Regions from separate parts of the Mus musculus genome. Here region 2 is linked to region 1. The links are chromatin contacts, called in public HiChIP or PLAC-seq maps. All regions are on one chromosome and are shown on one strand. Each heading gives the region's core, a stretch centred on a gene start, on an enhancer-like site or on the middle of the called end of the contact. The rest is flanking DNA. Distances are from core to core; before and after follow the strand shown. Region 1 overlaps 2610307P16Rik (RIKEN cDNA 2610307P16 gene). Region 2 overlaps 2610307P16Rik (RIKEN cDNA 2610307P16 gene).

Region 1 (6,362 bases), core at 2,651-5,150:
CACCAAAGTTATGAACCTAGTGGGGTTTGAAGACCAGAACCATTGGCTCCATTACCACCTTGCAATACTACTCAGTGTGCCAAGTTAATAGCCCATGGCTCCCTGAGAACTTTGGCTTGGGCTTTAGTTGGCATAGGAAGTATTTTTAGGAGTACATATCTACTTATAAGCTTGTACTTTTTCATTAATTTTAAGTAGTATGCCTTGGTTTTAGGACTATAGCTTTAAACTATAACTGGGAGGATTGTTAGAGGATAGGAAAGTGTTTCAGTGGTTTGGTCATTTAGAATAGTCTGTCAAAGTCCTCTAGGTGTCCTTAAATTTCAGCTGGGTGTAGCGACCCTGAAGTTGTGGAGAAAGGGAGAGGATTTTGTGTTTGTATATAGTGTTCTGTTGGCCTTCACCTAGAACCACCCTTAATGAAAAAGCAAATCTCGGGAAAGCTGGGAAAGCTGAGTTAAAGGAAATACCAAGTCAGTAGATTACCAAGGCTCAAGTTTCATGCCTATGATTTATTATGGTCTTGATCCTTGTCCTAATTTACATGAAGCAGTTTATTATTTACTGATTAGAAATTTAAGCTTTTTTTATGTAGTATTTGAAATAATTCTGTCTTTAGAGTTGTTTTATGTGTAACAATTAGAGGGGTGTGTGTGTGTGTGTGTGTGTGTGTGTGTGTGTGTGTGTGTAAAAGATTCTTTTCATTTCAGCCCTGTCCTTTGGAACTGTTTTTTTTTTTTTTTTTTCTCATTTGTTCCCTTGCACTTGTTTAGCAGAAACTCTCAGAGCCCCTATAAGCCAAACCTGAAGGCATTTGGTTTCAGGTGGGAGAGAGTCGAACTCTGTTAGTCTCCACAATGTATAAAAAGTGCTGTTTGATGGTGGTGGTTACAATTAATATTTGAGTTTAATATTCTCGTTAGTCAACAGGAAGTTTGGGTAGGTACACGAGGCTAGAGATGACCAAGAGACAGCAAGGCTGGAGTACCAACGAGACAGGAAAGTGATGTATCTCACCGCTAAGTTAGTAAATCATCCCTATGGCCAGCTGTTTGACATGAAGAAGATGCTGCTGTTCAGAGCCCTTGCATGCTTTTATTCAAGTGTTGTGGGGTGGGATGTGCTCAGAGGTGCTGAATACTGTTCTTCTTCTCCCCTTGGTCCTTGCTGTGTCTCCTCCTTCTACATTCTTCTTGTTCTTTGGAACAGTTGTTTGTTCCACAGAAACTTACTGAGCAGCTATGAGCCAGGTCTGGAGATTTCTCTTTCTCCTTCAGTGTTTCCTGTTTGGCTTGATACATTCGAATTTGCCTAGCTGTATCCCTACAGAGGGAACAGGAGTAACCCGAGCCACATCCAGTGCACACCCAGTGCAGTACGTTTTCCTGTACTGTTTTCTGATGCTGCTTCTTGATCGTCCTCCTTGAAATTCTGTAGCTATGTTGTTGCATACAAGCATTTCTTTCCTTGTTGCCTAAGAACCCATCAATCACTGCTTCTCTCATTTTTTTTTTTTTTGTGAGCTATCCTTCTCCATAAATATGGCAGCCCATTGCTAGTACTTGTTGGCTTAGTACCTGAAATGTACTCATTTGGGGTTTTTACTGGGACGGCAAAATATGCATTTAACTAACTTGTAACTCCCAGGAGAGTCTTAAAGCTGCCTGTGACAAGATGTTAAATAGTTTGTGTCTGTGAGAAACTTTGCAGATGGCTGTGTATGAAGGGCATGGTATATGTTTTGACTTACTGCTTCTTCAATTATGTTCCATAATTGAATTCAGTTGAATTTTCCATGATCTCAAGGGAAATGGTTTTCCCATTGTTAATCACAGATATCCTCAACTGCAGTGAGGACTGTAACTAACAAGGATCAACTGGGTAGAGTTCACTTATATTTTCATGTATGTTTAGATTTGGGTGGTGTGTATGCATATATGAATGTATGTTCATGAGTGAGTATGAATGTGTGCGTGCGTGCGTGTGTGTGTGTGTGTGTGTGTGTGTGTATCCATATCCAGCTTTATAGCTCCTGGAGATTTGAACTCAGGTCTTCATGCTTCTATAGCAATAATTCTTCATTTTTAATCACTGAGGCATCTTTCCTATCCCAAATTTACTTATATCTTTAAGAGAAACTCTGTGCACACATATTTGTTGAGAAACAAATGTCCCAGCACTGGGACATAATTAAAGTATCTATCTGTCTGCCTAGTGTGTGTGTGCATGTGTTGCATGTTTCTCGGCTGTGTCTGTGTATGTGCAAGTGAGTTCAGGTGCTCACAGAGTCCGGCAGTGTCTGATTTCCCTTGGAGCTGGACTTAACTTGACTTAACTGATGCGGATGCTAGAAATCAAACTCGGGTCTTCTGGAAATGGGGCTTATGCTCTTAACCACTGAGCTATCTCTTTCAGCCCTACTTAAGCAATTGAATTCTAATTCCCAACTTTGCTTACCAAATTAGATAGTCATACAAACATGATTATGTAAGATAAAAGAGTGTGGTGTAAACATTATGTAAGTATGATAGCATAAATAAATACACACAGGTACGGCTGAGCACACTGTTCCAATTCTAGATGATGATTTAGAGATATTATGATTAACTTCATATTTATCCTAAGGTTATTCACCTGAGGAAAAAGCACATTATTCTTGGCATACACAAAGAGCCCACATTTGGTTCTATAATTCATTCAGTGACTTAAACTTTTATAATTTATTCACTAAACCTAAGAAGCAATGTAGTGTTACATAATGAGTGAATTTAGTGTTGTGAGTAAAATCAATGCTCGAAGGATCCGTCATTATTCAAAATGAGCTGCGGGGCTGTGCTGTGGATTTGGTGAGCCTTTTTTTCCTTCTGCCTGCCTGTTGTCTTTTAGTCTCCTTCAAGTATCCTTCTTACCCTAACCCTCTTTGATGTAAGGAGGAGAGCACTTTCAGGGAAGGAGTCTTCAGGGTGTTTATATATTGCGTTCAGTGTGAGAATTCTGTTCAGCATAACAACAACATGGATTATTTAAGCCATTTCTCGATTTCTGCCCAGGCCTGAAACCAGCCTCAGTGCCTTTTATCAACCTTGTTGATCTCTGTGTGTTTTCTTCTGTGGATTGCACCGGGCAGGATCTTAGTTTTTCAATACATTCCTGTGGGTACAAGTGTATTGGCTGCAAGAAGTTTCCTTAATTTACCCAGTTTAATAAAAATGATTTGTGCTTTTGCTCATAGTCTGGCACCTTTCAGAGAACAGAAATGACCGGTGCCATGTGGTGTTCTCTGTACCAGACTGCTGAGCCGTTCTCTCCATGCCGCTTAGGGAAGCAGTGTTGGGAACACATGCAGGATGAGGTGCACCAGTCCCTGCTCTTCTTTCAACTGCATTTGCACAATCTCACAAGCGAACTTGCCAAGTTCAGTTTATGTCCTGGTCACCTCAGAAGGAACATTTGGAGTAAGAGTGCATGTCCAAAGTCTCCTGAGAGATTTTCTTCTGCTCTAAAGACACATCCCAGCCCATTACCCATGCAGCCCATGGTGAACAGAGTTCTTTGTACTTTATGGATGATGTGGAGTTGAAATCTTCCACAAAACAGCAGCTGCATGGAACTTGCACCAGGCATCACAGCTGTTTCTTCTGACAGGGCAGGACATGTTCTGTGCATGCTGGGGAATGACATCTCTGTCCTGGTCTAGACAGCACCTCCTTTCTTCTTTCTTCTTCCCAGACGCTCTTGAACCAAGTGTGACTACCAAGAGGAATCCAGGGAAACCTAAGATGTTGTGTGTGAAGCTCTTCCTGCAAACGACACACACACACACACACACACACACCCTGAGCAGATCAAGGTTGGCAGAGAGTTAAGCATGTGAGCAGGCACATCATTGTGAAAGGAACAGCTACAGGAAGGGACCTTTGGCAGCTCCATCTGTTTGGCAAGACTGGGACATGACCTGAGCTTACACTAAATTACCTCACGGCAAATTATTTTTTCACCAGGCACTGTAAATGTTTTGATGACTCCACCCCACTGGGTGCTGTGCAGAGGACAGATGATACATCAAAGACCTGCTAATTAATCTCCAGGTGTGGTTGGCTCTCTGCTTTTAGGAAAGAGTTAAACCCTCAGATCCTCCTCAGCCTCTCCGGTCAGTTTCTTTTATTTCAAGCTGGTGGAAGACTTACATAGAGTTTTTTTTTTTGTTTGTTTGTTTTTTTTTTTTTTTTTTTAAGCTAGAGTCAATTGACTCTGACACTGTTTCTCTGGTGTTTGTATTTGTGGGTGTGCTTGTGTGGGCATGGCTCTGTGACAGGTGGCCAGGATAAAGGTTTATTTTCTTTTAAAATGTAAACTGCAGAGGTGGAGGCAGGCAGATCATTAGAGCTCACTGACCTGCCAGCCTAGCTGAGTGGTGAGCTCCAGGTTCACTTGAGAGACCTTGTCTCAAAACAAGACAAAACAAAAATGTGGAGATTGGATGAGGATGGCATGACACCCTATATTGACATGTAGCTTTTACATGTGTATGCATCAGAGTACCCATGGAAACATACATACTTACATACATACACACATACACACACACACACACACACACACACACACACACACACACAGATAAACTCTATGTTAACTTCTTTTAGGTTTATATACGTCCAAACAAACAACCTTTTGGTGATTCATTAAGACTCTGTTATTTATCTTTTCTTTGTGGCTATTTTGGCAGTGAATCACCCACTGAAGTCTCATGCAGAGTTTGGTGTTCTACGGTCTGCTGGATTCCATACTGATCCCATTTTAAACTTCTGTCTGTGTCTGTCCTCTACGTTTATGTTAAATGTGAAGAGAAGACATTTTAATGGCAGCAAGATGTTATGGTTTGAATATGGAACACTTCTCTTCTCCGCCACACATGTGTTAAAGGTTAGGTCCTTAGAAGATGACACTGTTTGGAAAAGATCTGGAGACTTTAGGAGGTGGGGTCTGGCTTGAGGAAGAAGGTCACCTGGAAAAGAGTCTTTGAAGGTATCTTATGCTTTCCTATCTCCATCTCTCTATTTTCTATAAGTATTGAGAATGAAAAGGGTTCTGTGTTACGCATTCCCACTGCTGCAGTGTTCTTGCCAAGTGTGTGGGACTAAGCAGGTACGGACAGAGTCCTCTGAAACCTGGAGTCAAAATAAACATTTCTTCCTAGTTGTTTGTGTCAGATGTTTGCTTTTTCAGTGACAAGAAACGTATACAGACCTTAGTTGGAATCTCTTTCACCTCCATGACTGTAAAGCCATAGAGCTGAGACTGAGAGATGTTGCCAAAGTGCTTGTCACAAAAGCATGAGGTTGTGAGTTCCCAGCCTCCCAGAGCCCATCTTTAAAAAGGCCAAACAAAGCAATACATGTTTATAATGTTGGCGCTGGGGAGGCAGAGCACCACTTAGACTCGTTGGCTCTCCAGTAGAATTGAATACATGAGCTCCAGGTTCAGTGAGAGATTCAGTCTCAAAAAACAAGTGGAGAACAATAGAGAAAGACACCTAGAGCTATGATCTCTATACATATTTGTACACACAAAACCTATCCATAGTCACATGTACATTTATGCACATACAAACCATTAAAGATCCCCTCCCCCCAAGGGAGGTTTTATTCCTGCAACAACTAACTCTCTGAAGGGTTTCCCTATCCCAGAACTGTGGATGTTTGGGGGAATCATTGTATATTGGGAGTGGAGTCCTGTGTCCTGTAGACCCTTTCATATCAGCCTGGCCTCAGACTGTGAGATACTAACTTCCAGGTGTGGCATCCAGAAACATTCTTGGATCGATTCAGCTAATGGACAAGGGAGCAAAGACCTGTGAAAATGAACGAAGGAGCCGTTGTCCTTGTTAGTTTAATACCTTCATGCTTTCCAGGGAAGTGAATCCAGAGGCTTTGGAATCTGCCAGGCAAATTCCAACCCATCTACCAATTCTCTGTTCATTACTGATGGGAATTTGAATTTACTTTAGCGTTAGACATCAATCAGAGTCACTGAGAACAAGTATTGACTTTGATGTCATTGTGAATAAAGGCTTCCCAGCTGTTTATATAGCAGGCAGGACTGCCTGTGAAGGAGATACCAGTGGAGGGTTATTTTCACAGTTCTGCTGTTTCAGTGGGAAGACAAGATTTAAACGTGACTCCTTATAAGATTTAAATAGCTGAACCCATGACTGGAGTGAGAAAACACTACACTGTAATTTAGCCATTTTTGTGAATGAAAGGTCAGTTCCATGACTGAAACCCAAGTTGCACTGAGTTCATTGTCTCCGATAGTGCTCAGAACTGTCCAGATTATCGCCTGCATTCAAATCGGTTTGA
Region 2 (6,362 bases), core at 2,375-4,874, 160 kb before region 1:
CAAACTTAGGTCTTGTCTGGCTTGGTGGACGAGCACTTTTATGTGCTTAGTCATCTTATCAGCACTGGTGAATCTTGGGGTATACAGATCATGAGGATGTAGAAAGAGAAAAAAGAGGAAGGCACAAGAGAGAGGCAAACAGCAGTCATCACTTGGTGGGAGAGAAAGCAAGAAAACAGGAAGGGTCCATTTCTCTTCTTTTATAGCAACTCACTCCTGTGGGAACTAAACCACTCCAAGAGGATAGTATTAGTGCCTGGAGGCACTGGACATGACCTAATTACCTTCCACTAGACCCTGCCTACCTCTTAAAGGTACCACCACCTTTATTTATTTAATTTTAATTTTATGTGTACATGTGTGCCTGAGTACTTGGCTGTGCACTATGTGCATTCAGGAACCCTTGGAGGTCAGAAGAGGGCATCGTATCCTCTGGTACTGGAGTTAAAGGAGGTTGTGAGCTGTCATGTGTATGCTGGGAACAAAACTTAGATCTTCTACAAGAGCAATAAGTGTTCTTAACTGCTGAGCCATCTCTCCAGCCCCATCCTACCTTGTTTCCACAGCATCATTCCAAGGACCAGAATAAGAAGCTTTGGGGGAGATAGACCACATCCAAACCGTGGCAGATTTAATGGCAAGACTTAGACCTAGAAGTGAGGAGCTGTTAACACTGGAACTTCCTCTGAACCATACTTTCTACATTAAACAAAACCCATATATATTTCATGATTTATTGTGTTTGGGGGTGGACAGGAAAGCTGTGTACATGCCATGGGACTTGTATGAAGGTCAGACACCAACCTTCAGGAGTCTGTCCTTTGAGTATGTGGGTTCCAGGGATGGAACTCAGGTTGTCAGGCTTGTTGGCTGTTCTTTTGCCTGCTGAATCATCCAGTCAGCCCTGGATTAGTACTCTTTATGACTAGAAGCCTCATTAAGCCTCAACATTTGCCAATAGTTCTTTTTAATTTTTTAAATGCATTCTAAGCATGGTAGTGACATTAGGGAATTGAGGCTGGAGAAGTGTCTGAGCAGTTAAGAGTGATTACTGCTCTTTCAGAGAACCCGCCTTCATTTCCTAACACCCACATAGGGTAGCTCACAGATGCCCACGATTCCAGCTCCAGGTGATACCCTCTTCTGGCCTCTGTAAGCACCAGACATCTACGTGTTGCACATACAAATAGGCACACATGTACACATAAATTAAAAATAAGACTTAAAAAAATTAGGGGAGTCTTGGAAGGAGTTCCAGGGGCTAGAGAGATGGGTCAGAGGTTAAAAGCACTGGCTGCTCTTCCAGAGGTCCTGAGTTCAATTCCCAGCAACCACATGGTGGCTTACAACCATCTGTATTGGGACCTGATGCCTTCTGGTATGTGTGTCTGATGACAATGACAGTGCACTCATATACATAAAATAAATAAGTAAATCTTTAAAAAATAAAAAGAATTTCAAACCTTTCCCCCACTTTATTCCTACTGTACTCAGCCCCAGAATCAGCATTGAAAAGACTGGCTTTCGTATCCTTTACCAAGTTAAGTTCCAGTCTAAGTAGAAATCATGGTGGTTGTTGACAGTTTGGATGGATGGATGGATGGATGGATGGATGGATGGATGCTGAAGACTTTATTTTGGGGCAGGGGATGTATGTCTAGAACATTTAAAATGCAGTGACATTAGTAAAAGATATCTTCTATATCCCTCCATTTTGAACACTCAATCTATTGAACAATACAATGCAAATCTCTTGTTATTTTCTTTTTTTTAAGAGCCCATGGGAGCTTCATTGCAATATATTCCTAATCACACTTGGTTCAATTAAAATAAGCATTCATTTGTCTGAAGGCAATTATCATGCTATCGATAACCCAGAAGAATTCTCCGTTCATCATGAACATCGTTATGAATATCATCATCTTGGGCTGTGAACTGACTGCTTGAATTCATTGATATATAGAAATAACCCCAAATAACTAGAACTTAACCATTCGAGTGATTAGCCTTTCTTGCCTGAGCATCTCTTTGAGAACAAAGTCATGTATTGCAAGAATATATACAAAGCTTTATATTGTGGGGCATCGTTTCCTGGGAATGTCCTGGGATGTATGTACATTATGCCTAACGGCCTGTGGTGCTGCTTTTCTGAAGCTCTGTATAGGAAGGGTAATGATTAAAAACATGAGTGCATGAAAATTCCTCCCCCCTCAAATTAAGACTTAAATCATCTCCATTGTATGAGAACATGGGCTACCTGCTCTCCCAGAGGGTCAGTACTCACCACAGGGTGGGGGTGGGGATTACCTGGATAGTGTGTACTGCTGCCACACACCCTGAGATTCCCTGACTCATTCCCTGCTCCGTGCCAGTCACAAGTCCTACACCATGAGTGGTTTTCTGATTACTCTGGAATGAACTAGAGATTTGCTTTATCAGAATGCCTCATTCAGTATCAAGGCCTGATATCCTTTATTGCACTTGCTTTTGTCAGACTAATTTATATAATATATAGATTGTTTTTGCTTCATCTTATATATATTTGTCACGTTTGGTTGTTATCTCTTGGAAGCCTATTGTTTTCTAATGAGAGATGAAAGAGAGTGGATTGGGGGTGGGGGGGAGGGTGTTAGATGGGGAGGGACTGAGAGGAGGGGAAACTATAATCAGGACATATGGTATGAGAAAACAATTTGTTTTCAATAAAAGAAAAAAATGAAAAAATTATTAAAAACTGGAGAAAAAAATTTAGGGCTTGTAAAATCTAAAACTGAGTCCTATTACTTTTGTAGACCAAGCAGTTGGTTCTGTATTTTGAAGCCACATAGGTTACTGTACTGTCTATGCATGGTATCCATGCCAGTTTGGTTACTTGGCAAGTGGTCAATCCTCCGCCCCTCCCCAGCTGTGTGTTGCCTTTCTATGTGTGTATGCCTTGTATGTGTGGTACCCATGGAAGCTAGAATTAGATATCAGATCCCTTGAAACTGAAACTACAGGTAGTTGTGAGCCACTCATGGTGGTTGCTGGTGGTTGCTGGTGGTTGCTGGGAACTGAACTCTGATTTTCCGTTAGAACAGAAAGACACTTAACCACAGAGCCATTTCTCCAGTCTTACATGTGTCCCTTAGAGCGTGTGTCTATGTAAATAACAATAAAGTGGGTGTTACTGTTACTCTTGGAAATTTACCACCATCCTTTTTTTGTTGTTGTTGTTTGTTTTTTTGCAGACAGGGTTTCTCTGTATAGCCCTGGCTATCCTGGAACTCACTCTATAGACCAGGCTGGCCTCGAACTCAGAAATCCGCCTGCCTCTGCCTCCCGAGTGCTGGGATTAAAGGCATGCGCCACCATATCGGCCTTACCACCATCCTACCCCCCCACCCACATTTTATTTATTTGCTATGAAAATGTATTTTCATCTAGTATAGTTCCCATGGACCAATTTTATGCACTTCCCATTCACCATCAGCCTTTTTTGAAAGATATTTTTTTTCCCTACCTCAGACACTAATTATTAAAATTGCATGATTTGCCAGACAAACACAACTCAGTAGTGGTTGGTATTTGAGCAACAAATCAATGAGCAAATATTGATGCAACACACATGCCACATGAGCATGACACCATCTGGGGCTCTGAACATGATTTACACAGGAAGGCTGAGCGTGTCTGCCTTTAAATGGCTCAGAGTCTAGTTAGTAGAAGACTGGTGGAAGAGCAGGAATCATCTTGAACACTCCTAAACCAGATGTTGGCCTTGTAGCTTCTTCGCCGTCCATTCTTGCATTGTGTAATTGCCAAGTGCTTGCCATAAACAGGGAAGGGTGACAGGACTGGGGCATGGGGAGCGTGACCTAGTTTGCGGCCTCAGGGAGCTCGTAGAACACGGGTTTACTATCGTTGTCTATACAGTAAGATCTAACAAACCATCTTTTTGTAAGGCAGAGATGAGTGAGGTAGTTACAGAGACTGCTTGTGAATAAATTGCAGGTTTTGGTGTCTGACTGCTATAGCAATGCAGTTCAATGTTAGCAACGTATTCATCTGCCTCTGGATGTCTGAGGTTGTTGAGTGGGTGATGCATACACAGCGCTGGAATGAATTGGATTAGATTTGAGAGATCTGTTCAGTGATGGTGGTGGTGGTGGTAATGGTGGTGATGATTATGATCATGATGGTAGTAGTGATAGGGTCTCATGAAGCTCAGGCTGGCCTTGTTGCATAGCTGATGTTGACCTTGAACCCTTGTTCCTCCTTACTGCTTCAACTTCCTGGGTGCTCAGATTATAAGAATTTTTGCCTTCAATTTTTTTTTTTAATTCACCTTCTCTTGTAGATGGTATAATGCAATTATAGCGAATGTTAGTGTTGATATTGGCATCTGTAATTCTAAAGTTGAGCTTGAAATTACAGCTTGACAGTTGTAACAGAAAGTCTATGGGTCTCCATGTAGATTACTATTAAGAACAGATTGTATGAAATCTTTATCCATTTTCCATGAGATGTGAGGGTACAAATGAGAGAATTCATTTAAGAGGAAAATACTGGGGGAGACACAGGCTTTATACAGGTATTAGTTATTAATATTGATAGGTATAGGAGATTGATTTTTGTTAAACGTTAGTCTCACGATGCTTTCCTACTTTTGAAGATAATCATGGCTGCCCATCAATGGTGCATTAGTAATGGTGTTTAATAGTAGCGAGATAGAGACGTATTGGCCGTGTCTTACAGCTTTTGAGATTGTTAATTGATAAAGAGAGATTGCATGTCAGCTTTGTTGTTCTAGATCTTGTGCAAATTATGCTTGATCTTAAGTTTACCATGTTGAAAGAAATATGTAAAAGCAGAATGTTTGCATGTCTTATTTTTATCTCATTGAGTGAAATTTCAAATCAAGCAATAGCAGAAATGGTTGGTTCCTTGCTATTCATTAGTTTATCCATTTGGGCCTCTTTTGAATGTTCAGTGAAGGTTGGTGTGTTCATGGTTTGTTTCTGGCTGTCATCCTAGTGCCTGGACCGTGCATTGGCTAGTAAAAGCTTCCCTGTGGATTTTTCTGAAGTCAAGGACCATGGCGACCTTGTTGAATTTTTCCATATGTTAGAATGCACTTAGAAATATTAGTAATTTAAAAACAATGCACTTTAGTTTCTTATTGTCTAGGAGGTGGAAAGAAAAGCAGAAACAATGACAGTTGTGAAGCATGTGGAATAGGGAAATTTTGTACATTAAGGGAGACCTGGGGGAGGGGGATAGCTTCCCCAAGGAGAAGATGATAATGATGTTTGATATACTGTATTCTTCCTCTGGAGGAGGGGCATGTTTTAGAGGACTATGCTCTGAGTATAGCAGTCATCTTTTCATCAGATTAACTGTGACTACTTGAGGAGACCCATAGTTAACTAGTAATGTTAACTAGTAATGTTCCCTTATAGTAGATGTGGGTGGGAGTTATTTGATTTTGAGATTCTGGCTGCTTCCTCATGCATCTCCCAGGCAGCTAGAAGCAATTCTGTCTTAACTAGATGTGGCCTCCTGATCTTGGAGGTGCTACAGTGTGTAGACTGTGGTGAAGCTAACAGTGTGTAGACTGTGGTGAGGCTAACTGAAGAGGAGACTCTATCCATGACATCTATTCATGCCGTGGTAAGACTTTCTGTTAGTGTGCTGTCATGGGATCATTAATGTTCCTGTGTGTAACTTGTTACCCATGCTATGTAAGGAATCCCAGTAAACTTACTGGGTCTCTGAGTTGAACTTCAGTGGAAATGTACTTTGGTTTAGTGTCTGTACCCTGCTCTAGGAGGAGAGAGACGATGCCTGTTTATATCTCCCTAGGGAAAGAGTTTCCACAACAGGCTGTTGGAATGCTTAGTTCGTAGAAGAAAATTTATTTTAGAGAACAGAAAAGTAATAGAAGCCGACAAAGAGCACTAGCTTGTTCTTTCATTATCACTGTACAAGAAACATTCGTGCCGCAAGGTTGCCACCGTCTTCCCTTGTTACCTTCAGGTCTGTGCAGTGGTGACTGGACACTGCTCCAGTAGCGTTTGTTCCCCTGAATTATGTGTCTCTCTGAGAGTAGAAAGAACCTCCAAGCTTGTAATAGTAAATTTTCAGATACGTGGAAGCTCAGTGTGTGAAATCTATGGAAAGACTTTCAACTCTAACTACACGGTCCACCCGAGATAACCTTGAAATAAAAGAGGATGTTTTCTGTGACCCACAGAAGTTTAGAAAGGCCTTCCTTTCTTCTCTCATTCTTTCAAAGCCAGATGGTCTTTTAAAAATATCTGTTTCATCCTAAAATCGGACCATTCTCACATACTAACATCCTTTCCCTATTCAAGAATGAC

What was found. HiChIP or PLAC-seq counts read pairs in DNA pulled down with a chosen protein or histone mark.
Region 2: a contact with region 1 is called in an H3K4me3 HiChIP or PLAC-seq map of the SCID.adh cell line, with 11 read pairs. The contact joins two enhancer-like sites. A contact is called at or near these places in 2 of 484 Hi-C or Micro-C datasets (embryonic stem cells and trophoblast stem cells) and 1 of 115 datasets of contacts at active chromatin or transcription factors (the SCID.adh cell line).

What each region holds. Positions count from the first base shown.
Region 1 is chr13:28,517,554-28,523,915 of GRCm38.p6, reverse strand. All of the region lies in intron 7 of 2610307P16Rik (RIKEN cDNA 2610307P16 gene), which reads left to right. Among named protein-coding and RNA genes, the nearest start is that of Gm40841, 99 kb to the right of the region's middle. Within about 2 kb of position 3,900, at least 29 of the 459 cell types and tissues checked have an H3K27ac peak or open chromatin away from gene starts, as enhancers often do. A contact at or near this core is called in the SCID.adh cell line, where this site is marked.
Region 2 is chr13:28,681,778-28,688,139 of GRCm38.p6, reverse strand. All of the region lies in intron 3 of 2610307P16Rik (RIKEN cDNA 2610307P16 gene), which reads left to right. Among named protein-coding and RNA genes, the nearest start is that of Mir6368, 26 kb to the left of the region's middle. Within about 2 kb of position 3,624, at least 9 of the 459 cell types and tissues checked have an H3K27ac peak or open chromatin away from gene starts, as enhancers often do. A contact at or near this core is called in the SCID.adh cell line, where this site is marked.